2 separate regions of the Sus scrofa genome follow, and region 1 is linked to region 2. Evidence: chromatin contacts called from public HiChIP or PLAC-seq data. All regions are on one chromosome and are shown on one strand. Each heading gives the region's core, a stretch centred on a gene start, on an enhancer-like site or on the middle of the called end of the contact. The rest is flanking DNA. Distances are from core to core; before and after follow the strand shown.

Region 1 (6,047 bases), core at 3,130-5,629, 670 kb after region 2:
TTTCTTATTCTCCTTGGTTAAAAAGCTGAAGCTTTTACTGCTCTAATCCTTTTTGCTAAGACACTCAAACATAACCTTACAAATGTAAAAATTAGTAGAATACTTTGGGGACTCTCTTATTCATGAAAAACTGAAGGAATATCTTGAAAGATTTAGGGGTTATTAGGAATAAATTAAGGTTGCCCACATGCCAGCCCCATGAAAAATGTTAGCAGTTGCAATTTTTTACTCATTTAGGGTATTAAAGAAACTACAGAGAAAAAAATGGTAAATTCCCCTCCCTCCTCACTGGAACTTATGTTCTAGTGGAGAAGAAAGTGAGATCGTGAGAAAATTAAGTAAGTAAAATACACAGCAACTCAAATAGAGGCTACAGATAAAAATAAACTGGGGATGGGGAATGAATGTGCAAGTTTTTTGTTTTCTTTTGTTTCATTTTCAGGTCTTACTGAGAAAATGACATTCGAACAAAAACCCGAGGAGGAGAAGAGTCAGTTAAATGGATTTTGAGGGGAGGATCATTTAGGAAGTGAGAAAAGCCATCCCCAAAGCCCTGAGATGGAAAGACGCCAGTGTGGTTTGAGAGACATGAGCATCAGAAGGAGGTTAGAAGGGGCATGGGGAAAGGAGGCAGTGGCAGATCATGTGAGAGAGGGAATCTTGATGGATGGAGGGCTATACTATGCACTGAGAGAGATTCTGAAAACCTGGGAGGATGCTGTAGTATTACAATGATTGGGGTGGTACTATGGGGTTTAGTGGATAGGCAGCATTTATGTTAAAAGTACAGTAATGTTCAGGATAGTTCCATCCAGCAAAGTATTTTTCCATATTTTATTCACCTTTAAAATGCCTTGCTGCTCATTCACGTAGACGTAAAACTTTACTTTTTTGCTAACTTCTAAACTCCATTCATGGCATGCTAGGCTATTGGAATCTACTTTTCACTGAAAACAAGTAAACATCCTGGATAAAATGTAATTAATCAATTTTGGAAAGCTTTTGCTAATATTTTTTCAAATATTTTTCTGCCCCAGGCTCTCCCTCCTTGCTTTTTAGGAGCTCAATTTCATTTGTGTTAGACCACTTGATACTACTTCATCAGTCACTGATACTTGTTTATTTAATTTTTTTTTTCAGTGCACTTTTATTTGGATGATTTCTAGCAACCTGTTTTCAAGTTTAATGATGCTTTTGACTATTTTGTCCAACTCACTGATAATCCTATCAAGTAATTTCAGATATATTTTTCAGTGTTAGGATTTTTCATCTCATTAAAAAATATTATCTGGGAAGTGCCCTGGTGGCTCTGAAGGTTAAGGATCCGGTGCTGTCACTGTTGTGACAAGGGTTGCTGCTGTGGTGAGGGTTTGATTCCCTGGCCTAGGAAGTTCTGCATGCCACAGGTGTGGCCAAAAAACATAAATTAAAAAAGAAAAAAGAAAAAATATTATCTGTATCTCTCTTGAAATTCTTTACTTCTTCACATATTACATCTTATTTTAGTAAAATTCCTTAATATACTTGTCATGGTTAAAGATCTTGTGTACTAAGTCCCAACATCTGTACTAATATATGCTCTGCTGATTAATGAGAAAAGTAACACTGCAGGGCAGTGGAAATGAATGGTCTTTCAAGAAAAGGACCTGAGTCAGCTGGACAGTTCTAAGAAAAAAAAAAAAGTCACTTACTGTACACCATACTCCAAAGTCAGTTCTATGTGGTCAGTAGACTTAAAGATTCAAAGAACAATGAATCTATTTTAAATAGTAAAATAGAAGAAGGTCCTTGTTGGCAATGGTTTTTTAGGATAGCAAAGGCACTAACCATAAAAGAAGATGAAAAAGCTGTATTTCAACAAAAATTTAAAATTTACAGTCACTAAAATTTAACAATGAGATGGTTAAAATAAGCCACAGACTAGGAAAAGTGTTTGTTTGCTTTTTGCAGTACTCATAAATGAAATTGACTCACGTCTGGCATATAGAAATCAAATTGAAAAAGACAAATAACCTCTCTAAAAACGGAAAAAAGACTTCAAAGTCATTTTACTAAAGAGGATATTCAAATGACTAATAATTACATGAAAATATGCTCTTTTTCATTAGTCATCAGAGAAGTGTAAATTGAAACCATACAACCACCAAATGTTGGTGAGGGTTTAAACAATGAAGACTCTCATTACACTGCTGATGGGAATGTAAATTTGAAAACCTGTTTTTGTACTATCAACTATAGCTAACCATAAACATAACCTATGTCAGAGCACTTCTACTTTTAGGTATATATCCTAATAGAAATATGTATCTATGTGATACATATATATCTTTAGATACATAAAATATACTGATAAGTATAATAATGTTCATAGCAGTATTATTTGCAATAGCCCCAAACCTGGAAATAATATGAATATCCAGTATCAGTACAAGGGACTAATTACAAAAGACATTTGATTCCATTTTGTAAACTGTAGAGAATAGGCAATTTATGGACTATGGTTGCTAGGACTAAGGTTGCATAGTCCATAAATGGGCAATTTGATAACCAAAGAGTAAGGAGTTGTTTTGAGGTAATGAAATGTTCTAAAATTGACTGTCTGACAAAGGTTGCACTTACCTATGAAAATACTAAAGAAACAAACTTCACATTTTAAGTGGATGAAAACTGTCTGTGAACTAACTATATTTCAATATAGCTGAAATTGAAAAAAACAGTATAAATGATTAATTGCAGTATAGTCATACAATTAAATGCCATGCAGCATAAAATAAAGTACAGACCTGTTACATGTAACAATAATGGATGAATCTCAAATGTAATATGGAATGAAATAAAAATACTACAGATAGTATTTTTGAATAATGCATTTCATGTGAAATTAAAGAAAAGACAAAACTAATCTATGTATCAAGGATAAGACAATGGTTATATTTGAGAAGGTGCCTCTAACCGGGAAGGGGGCTGGAAGAGCTAGGCAATGCTCTATTTCTTGATCTGGGTGGTGGCTGCAAGGGTATGTTTGTGTTAGTCTGTGTAAGTTTCTTGAACTGTACATTTACAGTTTGACTACTTTTCTGGATTTTGTACTTCAACAAAAGTTTATTAAACATTTTTCAGAAATCCAGTTCAGTAAGTTGTCCTATTAGTAAGGATTGAAAAGAAAGACTAAAAGAACACATAAACATTTTGATAGTTTTTGTGGATTGGGATGATGCTGAATCTTTATTTTCTGGTATACAATTTTCAGTATTTTCCAATTACTATAGTGGACATACATTACCTTTATCAGTAGAAAAAAATGCTATAAAAATACAATTGTGTTAGATCTTGTATTAGGTTTAATACTAATTTAGTCACAATGTAAGGACTTTGGTTTTTGCTTTCAGATAGGAAGGGATTGCCATTTTAGAGTAGAGATCTGGGGGCTTCTGGGCAGCCTTGCCAGGAACTCAAAAAACGGGCCCGGTCTTTCAGTAGGGAAGAAGAGAAGTGCTGGGGTAGGGACCATCAGTAGGTGGGGCCCTGTAAACCCGAGGGGTAGGGGGTTACAATCCCAGTAAAGAAGGGGGAGAGTGGCCAGGGCAGGGTTGTAGTCCTCCTGGAACCAGGGTCCTGCAAAACTGTAGTCAGACCAGGGACCACCCTACCTCCATGCTGAATAAATTGAAAGACTGTAGTCTAATTACTGTAACTCCCCATGTTTTTGTGAAGCCAGAAGCTAAGTGTTTTGTTTTTTAATTTTTATGAGGTTGTTAAAAACAAAACAAAACAAACAAACAAAAGACAAGCGACAGAGGCTGTTCCTGGACTGCAAATCCTAAAATATTTTTTACTTGGATTTTTACAGAAAAACTCTGCCAACTCCTTGATTAAGAAACTCTAGGCTGATAAAATTTTAAGGTATTTTAAAATGTTACCTGGGTAAGCTCTTGGAGGAGCTGGGTGTGGAATGGGTCCGCAGGGGCACTTTTGCTCAGTGGTATCAGGAGATGTGGTACTGCCCAGGCTCGTCAGACACAGGAAGTCAGAATCCACTGAGGAGAGAGTAAAAACTCACCTCTGGAGACTCCAGCCAGGATAGGAATGGTCAGGCACCAGTAGCCACACACAACTGGCTCGTCCTGGCAGAGGGCTCCAAAGGATGAGCGAGGGTCACTGAAGCTCTCAGCGAACTGCAAAGGAAGGGAGGTTTCATCTTGGAAAGCAGCACAGTCACTCCTGGAGAAGCCAACAGAGCGCCCTGCCGCGTTTTCTCTTCTCTTCTCTGCTGTAGAGAGCCGCGGGAACTGCGAGGTCGGCTCGCGCATCTGTAACTTTTGGAGAAGCGCCGCGTGGGTGCGGCTGCTGCCCGGCGCCTGCGCAGCTGTGCTCGCAAGATCCTCCCACCGCGCAGGCTCCGCGGGTCAGTCCGCAGGGGGGCGGGGGGAGCGACCCTGTTTGGGTACCGAGGGCGGGGGGAAGCAGGGCGGAAGAACTTGTACTGCGTCTTTTGCTGAACAATTTTGAGAGTTAGTAGTGAACACCATAACCCTTCACCCTTAAATATTACCGATATTTGATCTGCGCAAAAGACAATTTAATTCAGCCAATATCTCAGTACTATCTCCTAAGAATGAAAGCTTCTGCTACATCACGGTTTCTCTGTCGCGACGCTATTGATTTGGGGGAGGACGATTCTATGTTGTGAGGTTAGGGGGACTGTCTTGTGCATTTCCAATGCTTAGTTGCACTCTCGACCTCTACATAGTAGATGCCAGTAATAACCTTCCCTTTCCTCCCCAACTATGACAACCAAAAAATGTTTTCAGACACTGTCAAAAATGTGAGGTGGAAGGCAGGGCGAAGTGACTCCAGTTGAGGACTACTGAACTGTAGGGTCACAGTGCTGTGTCTTAGGAATTGTATCAGTCATAAGGAGTCGGAATCCATTAAATCTTATTACATTACTATGCTTTATATACAGTCCATGTTAGAATTTCTGATCGCCCCTCCCCCACACCAGCCCAAATCTTTGCTTACCCTAGTGTTGTTTGTAAAATATAAAAATCCAGGATTTAACAAGAATCGCGTATTGATTTTTGTTAGCAAGTCCCTTTAGTTTCCTTCAATTTAGATTACTTCCTCGGCATTTTTGGTTTGTTTTCTGGCAGTGGCTTTTTGGGAAAGTTCAGGCCAGTGGTTTTCCAAAATATCCTTCAATTTGGATACTCATATTGATCCTCCTTGTAAAATTCACATTGAAGTTTTTGTTTGTTTTGGTTTTGGCTGGAATTCCACTTAGGTGATGTTGTATCTTTTTTTTTTTTTTTTTTTTTTAAATTTTAGAACAACCGGGAGTTCCCGTCGTGGTGCAGTGGTGAACGAATCCGACTAGGAACCATGAGGTTACAGGTTCTGTCCCTGCTCTTGCTCAGTGGGTTAATGATCCGGTGTTGCCGTGAGCTGTGGTGTAGGTCGCAGATGCGGCTCAGATCCTGCGTTGCTGTGGCTCTGGCGTACGGATAGCAAAAAGACAAAAAAAAAAAAAAAAAAAAAATTTAGAACAACCATTTATCTTCCAGTGATTTGAGATGCCACTTTTATCACATAATTCCCACATTGTACTTGGCTCTATATCTGTATTTTCTATTTTCTTCCATTGATCTGTTTGTCTACTCACATGTAATCTTACATTGTTTCAATTATAGAAACTATAATATTTCCAATATCTGGTAGAGCTAGGCCTGCCTCATTGCTGTTTTCTTATTTTGATTTCCTATTTTTTGGGTAATCTTGCTTATTTTTTTTTCCCATGCAAACTGTATAATCTGGCTCCACAAAGAATAGTTTCAAAATTGGCATTAATTTATAATTTTACATTATTCAGTTGTCTAGCAAGATTTATTTTTCCTTTTATTCAAGTCCTAGTTTTGCACCTTTAGAGAAAGCTTTAAAGTTTTTCTTGTGTAAGTTTTGCACAGTTCTTTTTAAGTTTACCCCTAGGATATTTTTTCATTTTTATTGGTAATGTAAATGGGGTCATCTCTGTTTCCTCTGTAACTGTT
Region 2 (5,698 bases), core at 651-3,150:
TCAAGAAATGTGTCATTGGTCTTGAGCGGAGAAGAGAAGGGAAGATGGTTCAGGAGGAGGTAATAAAAGGACCGAATAGACTCTGCATTCCCAGGAGGACCAGGGTTGATAATGTCCCATGTAGATGAGCAACAGAAACAGGAAAGAGAGGGAAATTCCATGACCATTCCTAGGAGGGTCTGGGTTGGGGCTAAAGATGTCCATATCCAGAGTTATGAAACTGTAGATGGCCTTTGCCTCCATGCTGGCCCAGGGTGGTAGGATTTCTCCTATTGGAGGCGGGTAATATTGCTTGCAAGTGTGACACCAACTCTGGATCTAAGACTTCCTGGGTTTGAATTTTAGCTCTGCCACTGACTAGCTACGTGACTCTGGTCAGATTTAATTATCTTATCTGTTCTTAGTCACAAAGGACTTAACTATCAGATGGGGATAAAAATAGTACCCACCTCAAAGTGTTGGTGTAAAATTGAAGTTATCTGTATAAAACAGAGTAGTTCCTGGAACATAGTAAAGACTCAGTAAGCCTTAGCTATGAGAATAAAAGTGATTACCCAAAATTGCATTGCCTTCCAGGTCTGACTTGACTATGGTTTTGTCTTGAGGTCAGATGCTACATTGTTTTCTGATCTTTTTCTCAATGTTTCATTTGTCCACATTTTCCAATGTCCCACTGCGATTCATGCTGATTGAGTCAGGTTCTTATAAAAGGGATGAGTCAAATTTCAGAGAACCTATCTGCCTTTATTCACAGCTCAGAAATTTCAAGTCTTTTTGTTGTTTGTTTGTTCGTTCATTTGTTTTTTACCCCAAGAATGAAACATAGGGGCTACTGCATAGACTTGAGCAAATTTCCTGTCCTCTGGAGGAGGAGGATCTTTTCTCAAGTTCTTCAGAATGTCCGCTTCTAGCTTCCTGAAAATGCCTGTACCCGCTATCCTTGCTTTGGTGGAATGGGTTTGTGGACCCCCCTAGCTTTCAATGGGAAGAGAAAAACTTCCAGGATGAATTCGGCCTTAAACTCCCCCCACCCAGCTCCACTAGTTAGAAGTCATTATTCTGTGTCTACTTCCATATTGACTATTTTTGTCCATATCCTCCTCCTCTCTCCCTTTCCCCACTTTACCTCCTGCCCTTCCCATCCCCCAGCTCTTTCAAAGTAATTAAAATGTACACATAGAGCAGAGCCCTAACCTGTTACTGTTTAAAGAGTTCACATCCATCTGTGCTCCATACACAGTGTGATTTGATGGGGGCATGAGGCTCTTTTTACCCCCTAAACATCACCTGTTTGGGCTTCTCCCAAAGTCTGAAATCTTCCTGACTAAGCCCCTTCCTCTGGTTTAAAGCACTTTCTCCCCAAGTTTCCTGTAAAAATGCGAATACCTTTCTAGGAACGGTAACTCACTGGTAAAGTCTCCATTGTTCATCAGATTACAATTTGATAACAGTTCCGAAGAGCTTGATACAGAGTGCAAGGGCACGAGATTAGTCTAAAGGAGGGAGAGGTGTGCTCTGATAAAGGGGAACATCCTTCCGCCCGCCAGGCTCAGTCCGGCCCAGGCTGTGGGCTGCAGAGGGGCTGGCCCTGGCGGTAACTACCATGGGGTGCAGGGACCTGGGCAAGATTTGGGCATCAGAGGCAGGTCAAGGGGCACATGATCCCAAAGGGTGACTTGGGAAGCACCAAAGATAGATTCGATTTGTTGGCAGAAGGCCCTCCATGAGAAATACTGTTTAATTTTAGTTTTAATTTCTAAGGCATGCCTTATGTTTGAGGAACTTTCCTGTTTTTTTCACAATGTGAAAAAGCATGTTTTCATTAAGCAACGCTATACCAAAGATGACATTGCTGTTGATGTTACTGTTGATGTGCAGACATTTCCTTGAAAAACAGATGTACTTTAGTTCCTTTGCTTACTTTCAGAAGCCCAGGAAGGGACAGCCACAGGGCGCCCAGGTTTCCTTTCTTGCTGGGGTGTCATTCTTTTCTTTCTGAGTCTTTCCTCCCTGTCCCCCTGGCCCTGCGGCTCTTCTCCCTTCTGTACAGGGCTCCCCTTAGACAGTTGTTTCTCTGTATCCTGCCTAGATAAGGCTGCTTCCCTGAAGTTTTATTATTGTGATTATTATTGTGCATTTTGAAATGAAACCAATATAAAATGCACATACAATACAGAATAATTAAACAAATACAATAAAAATCCCTTTAAATCCTCTATGAAGTTTTGTGAATCTCTATTTTAGGGCAATTTTAGAAATTCCTTTCCTTCTTATCTTTTCTTTTTTTCTTTTTCTTTTTTCTTTTTGCTTTTTAGGGATATGGAAGTTCTCAGGCTAAGGGTCAAATCAGAGCTGCAGCTGCTAGCTTACACTACAGCCAAACCAATGCACCCTCAACCTATACGACAGTCCATGGCAACACCGGATCCTTTAACCCTGAGCAAGACCAGGGATCAAATCCGCATCCTCATGGATACTAGCCAGATTCTTAACCCACTGAGCCACAACAGGAACTCCGTTTTATTTTATTTTATTTCATTTCATTTCATTTTGGGGGCTGTACCCACGACATATGGAAGTTTCCAGGCTAGAGGGCAAATCAAAACTGCAGCTGCCGATCTACACCACAGCTCACAGGAACACCAGATCTCCCACCTACTGAGCGAGGCCAGGGATCAAACTCACATCCTCATGGATACTAGTTGAATTTGTTTCTGCTATGCCACAATGGGAACTCCCTTTCTTTCTACTTAAAAGAAGGCAACAGGAAAGAGTGGGAAGGCTATGAACTTTGGACCCAGAGAGACATGAATTTGTGGCTAGACAAGTTTTGTAAGCTGTCTCTGAGCTGTGCCCATTCAACTTGGATAGAAATCTCTATGTTGCAGAGTTGTAGGGATTAGAAGGAATTCTTAAATCCTAAGGTTGTTTTGAGGACTAAATAAGTTAATGTATGTCAAGTAACTAGCAAAATGCCCAGCACTTAGCATAAGCTCTATAAATGCCATGTAGTCTTATTAAATTATTAGTAAAATTATAAGATATACATAAGAAAGCTAGAGATGAAAAAGAAATTAAGCCAGACAATGGAATATTATTCAATGCTAAAAAGAAATGTATTTATCAAGCCATGAAATGATATGAAGGAAACTTAAATGCAAATTACTAAGTGAAAGGAAGTGAAAAGGCTATATTCTGCCTGCTTCCAACCACATGACATTCCGGAAAAGGCAAAACTATGGAGACAGTAAACAAATCAGTGGTTGCTAGGGGTTTGGGATGGGGGTGGGAGGAAGAATAGGAAAAGCACAAAGGATTTTTCAGGCAGTGAAAATAGTCTGTATGATTCTATAATGATGGATACATGTCTTGTTTAACTTTAACCAAGCCCATAGAATGTACAACACCAACAACAAAATTTAAGTTAAACCATGGACTTTGGATGATTATAATGTGTCAGTATAGGTTCATCAATTGTAACAAAAGCATTATTTTGGTTAGGGGATGTTGATGATAGGGAGGCAGGAAGGATATTGGAAATCGCTATACCTCCCTCTTGATTCTACTGTGAATTGCTCTAAAATTTTTCTAAAAGAATAGTCTTTTTTAAAAAATTTAGGGAGTTCCCATTGTGGTGCAGCAGAAAAGAATCCGACTCGTATCCATGAGGATACTGGTTCAATCCCTGGCCTCACTCAGTAAGTCAGGGATCCAGCAGTGCCCTGAGCTGTGGTGTAGGTCACAGACGCATCTTCGATCCTGCATTGCTGTGGCTGTGGTGAGGGCCAGCAGTGGTAGCTCTGATTCGACCCCTAGCCTGGGAACTTCCTATGCTGTGAATGCTGCGCTAAAAAAAAAAAAAAAAAAAAAAAAAAAAAAAGAAAGAAAGAAAAAGAAAAATAATTTAGCCAGATAAGGAACAGAGAAAAATCACTGAGCAGGGAGAAGTAAAGTTGCATTCTTTCCCACTTTGCACTAAGGTCCTGGCTTTTATGGCTCTGGACATCCAACAGTGGAACAAAGAAGGGAAGATGAAGCTTGGAAGAAGATGACAGGAGGAGAGGAGAGGGCACAGGCTTTCAGGCAGCTACAATCTCACAGCATTTGGTAATGGCTTGAAAATGGGTGATGCCATTATCATAAAAGCATACAAACAAGGCAGTGAAGTAGCCATTGTTTTAAAGTCACTTAGTGAAGAGCATTTATCTTGCTGTCTGATTATGAAAACAGTATATGTCTTCACTGGAAAATTAGAATATACAGAAAAACACAAAGACTAAAATGGAAATAATCTATAACAAGGAGGGGACCATCCATTACATCACTTATGGTCAGCCCTTGTAGTCTTCAATATATATATATGCATATAGTTTTTTTTTCCTTCTATAAATTCAGGGTTTTTTTATAAAAGCATACCAACCTTTTCACTCAATTATATAATGTAAACGTTGTCCCAGGTCATAAATATTCTTCTAGTGCATCTTTTTAAAAATGTATTATTAAAATTTTAAAAAATATTTTATTTATTTTTTTACCAAAAAAAAAAATCACAAGCACAAATTTATTTATGTTAGATATTTGAAATCTAAACCAACAAACAGCAACAACAAAAAATCTAAAATATTAACTGTCACCCACCATAGCATGGATACCCATTTACCAAACAAAAAAAAATTTTTAATTATGAAAATATAGAGTCCAAAGTAATAAGCCTCCATGTACGCATCACCCTGATAACAACAATTACCAGCTCATGACCAGTTTTCTTTCATTCATATATGGTCCACTTCTCCCACCCAACTCTTAGATTCTCCTGAAGCAAATCCAATGTAAAATGGCATTTCATCTATAAATACTTCAGGATGTATATCTCTCTAGAGGACATGGAGATTCTTTCAAAAATATAATTATATAATATTATCATGCTTAAAAATAGTAATACTTTCTTGATATCAAAATATTACATTCAGTGTTTACTTTTTCCTGGTTCTCATATTATATTTTAACCATTTGTGTCAGGATTAGATGTGGGTATGTGAGCCAATAAGCAAAAACCCTGAGTTTTAATTGGAAGTATTGATATGAACTCACAATGTATTTTTATCTAAAAGCAAAACACCTTTTTAAAAAGTCTGTACACTAGAAACAATGACTAACCCAATAGCAAAGAACACTTTTAGTGCCAAGATTATAAGCTCTAAATACCATTTTTCTTCTAAGAAAAACAAGTTTCTTGGAGAAATGTCAGATTCCAAGTGTGGGGCAAAAAATGTATAAGACAAGCCTGAAACATCTTATACCAGAAAACAAGGAAAGTGTGCCCCAACCCCAGAGTCATGTCCAAAGGAACTTGAATAGGCTCCCATGGTTCAATGACATGACCATTTAATAAGGATAACATCAGCTTCAATAGAATGAAATACATCAAATATGTGTCAGTCCATAAGGTTACAGTGAGACCCCTCCAACTTCAAAGTACTCGTGGTCACTTTGAAAGACAGTAGGAAAAAAACTGTATTTTGGTAATAAGCAAATTAAAGAGAAAGTGTCAAATATTCACTTTGCCTTTCCTTGACACATAATACCTTAAAATACATAGTTAATCAGGTTTCTTTTTATATTAAATTACAACTCCAGATAGTAAAAACATAGGATTGAAAGTCATAAAGGCTACTCTTTTGAGCCTTTGTGACTTGAC

The links. HiChIP or PLAC-seq counts read pairs in DNA pulled down with a chosen protein or histone mark.
Region 1: a contact with region 2 is called in an H3K27ac HiChIP or PLAC-seq map of alveolar macrophages. The contact joins two enhancer-like sites. A contact is called at or near these places in 6 of 47 Hi-C or Micro-C datasets (embryonic fibroblasts, fetal skeletal muscle, heart right ventricle and 3 more) and 1 of 2 datasets of contacts at active chromatin or transcription factors (alveolar macrophages).

Annotation. Positions count from the first base shown.
Region 1 is chr13:152,291,477-152,297,523 of Sscrofa11.1, forward strand. No RefSeq gene overlaps it. Among named protein-coding and RNA genes, the nearest start is that of CCDC54, 130 kb to the left of the region's middle. Within about 2 kb of position 4,380, at least 49 of the 83 cell types and tissues checked have an H3K27ac peak or open chromatin away from gene starts, as enhancers often do. A contact at or near this core is called in alveolar macrophages, where this site is marked.
Region 2 is chr13:151,624,606-151,630,303 of Sscrofa11.1, forward strand. All of the region lies in intron 2 of LOC106505818 (a long non-coding RNA gene), which reads left to right. Among named protein-coding and RNA genes, the nearest start is that of CD47, 200 kb to the left of the region's middle. Within about 2 kb of position 1,901, at least 4 of the 83 cell types and tissues checked have an H3K27ac peak or open chromatin away from gene starts, as enhancers often do. A contact at or near this core is called in alveolar macrophages, where this site is marked.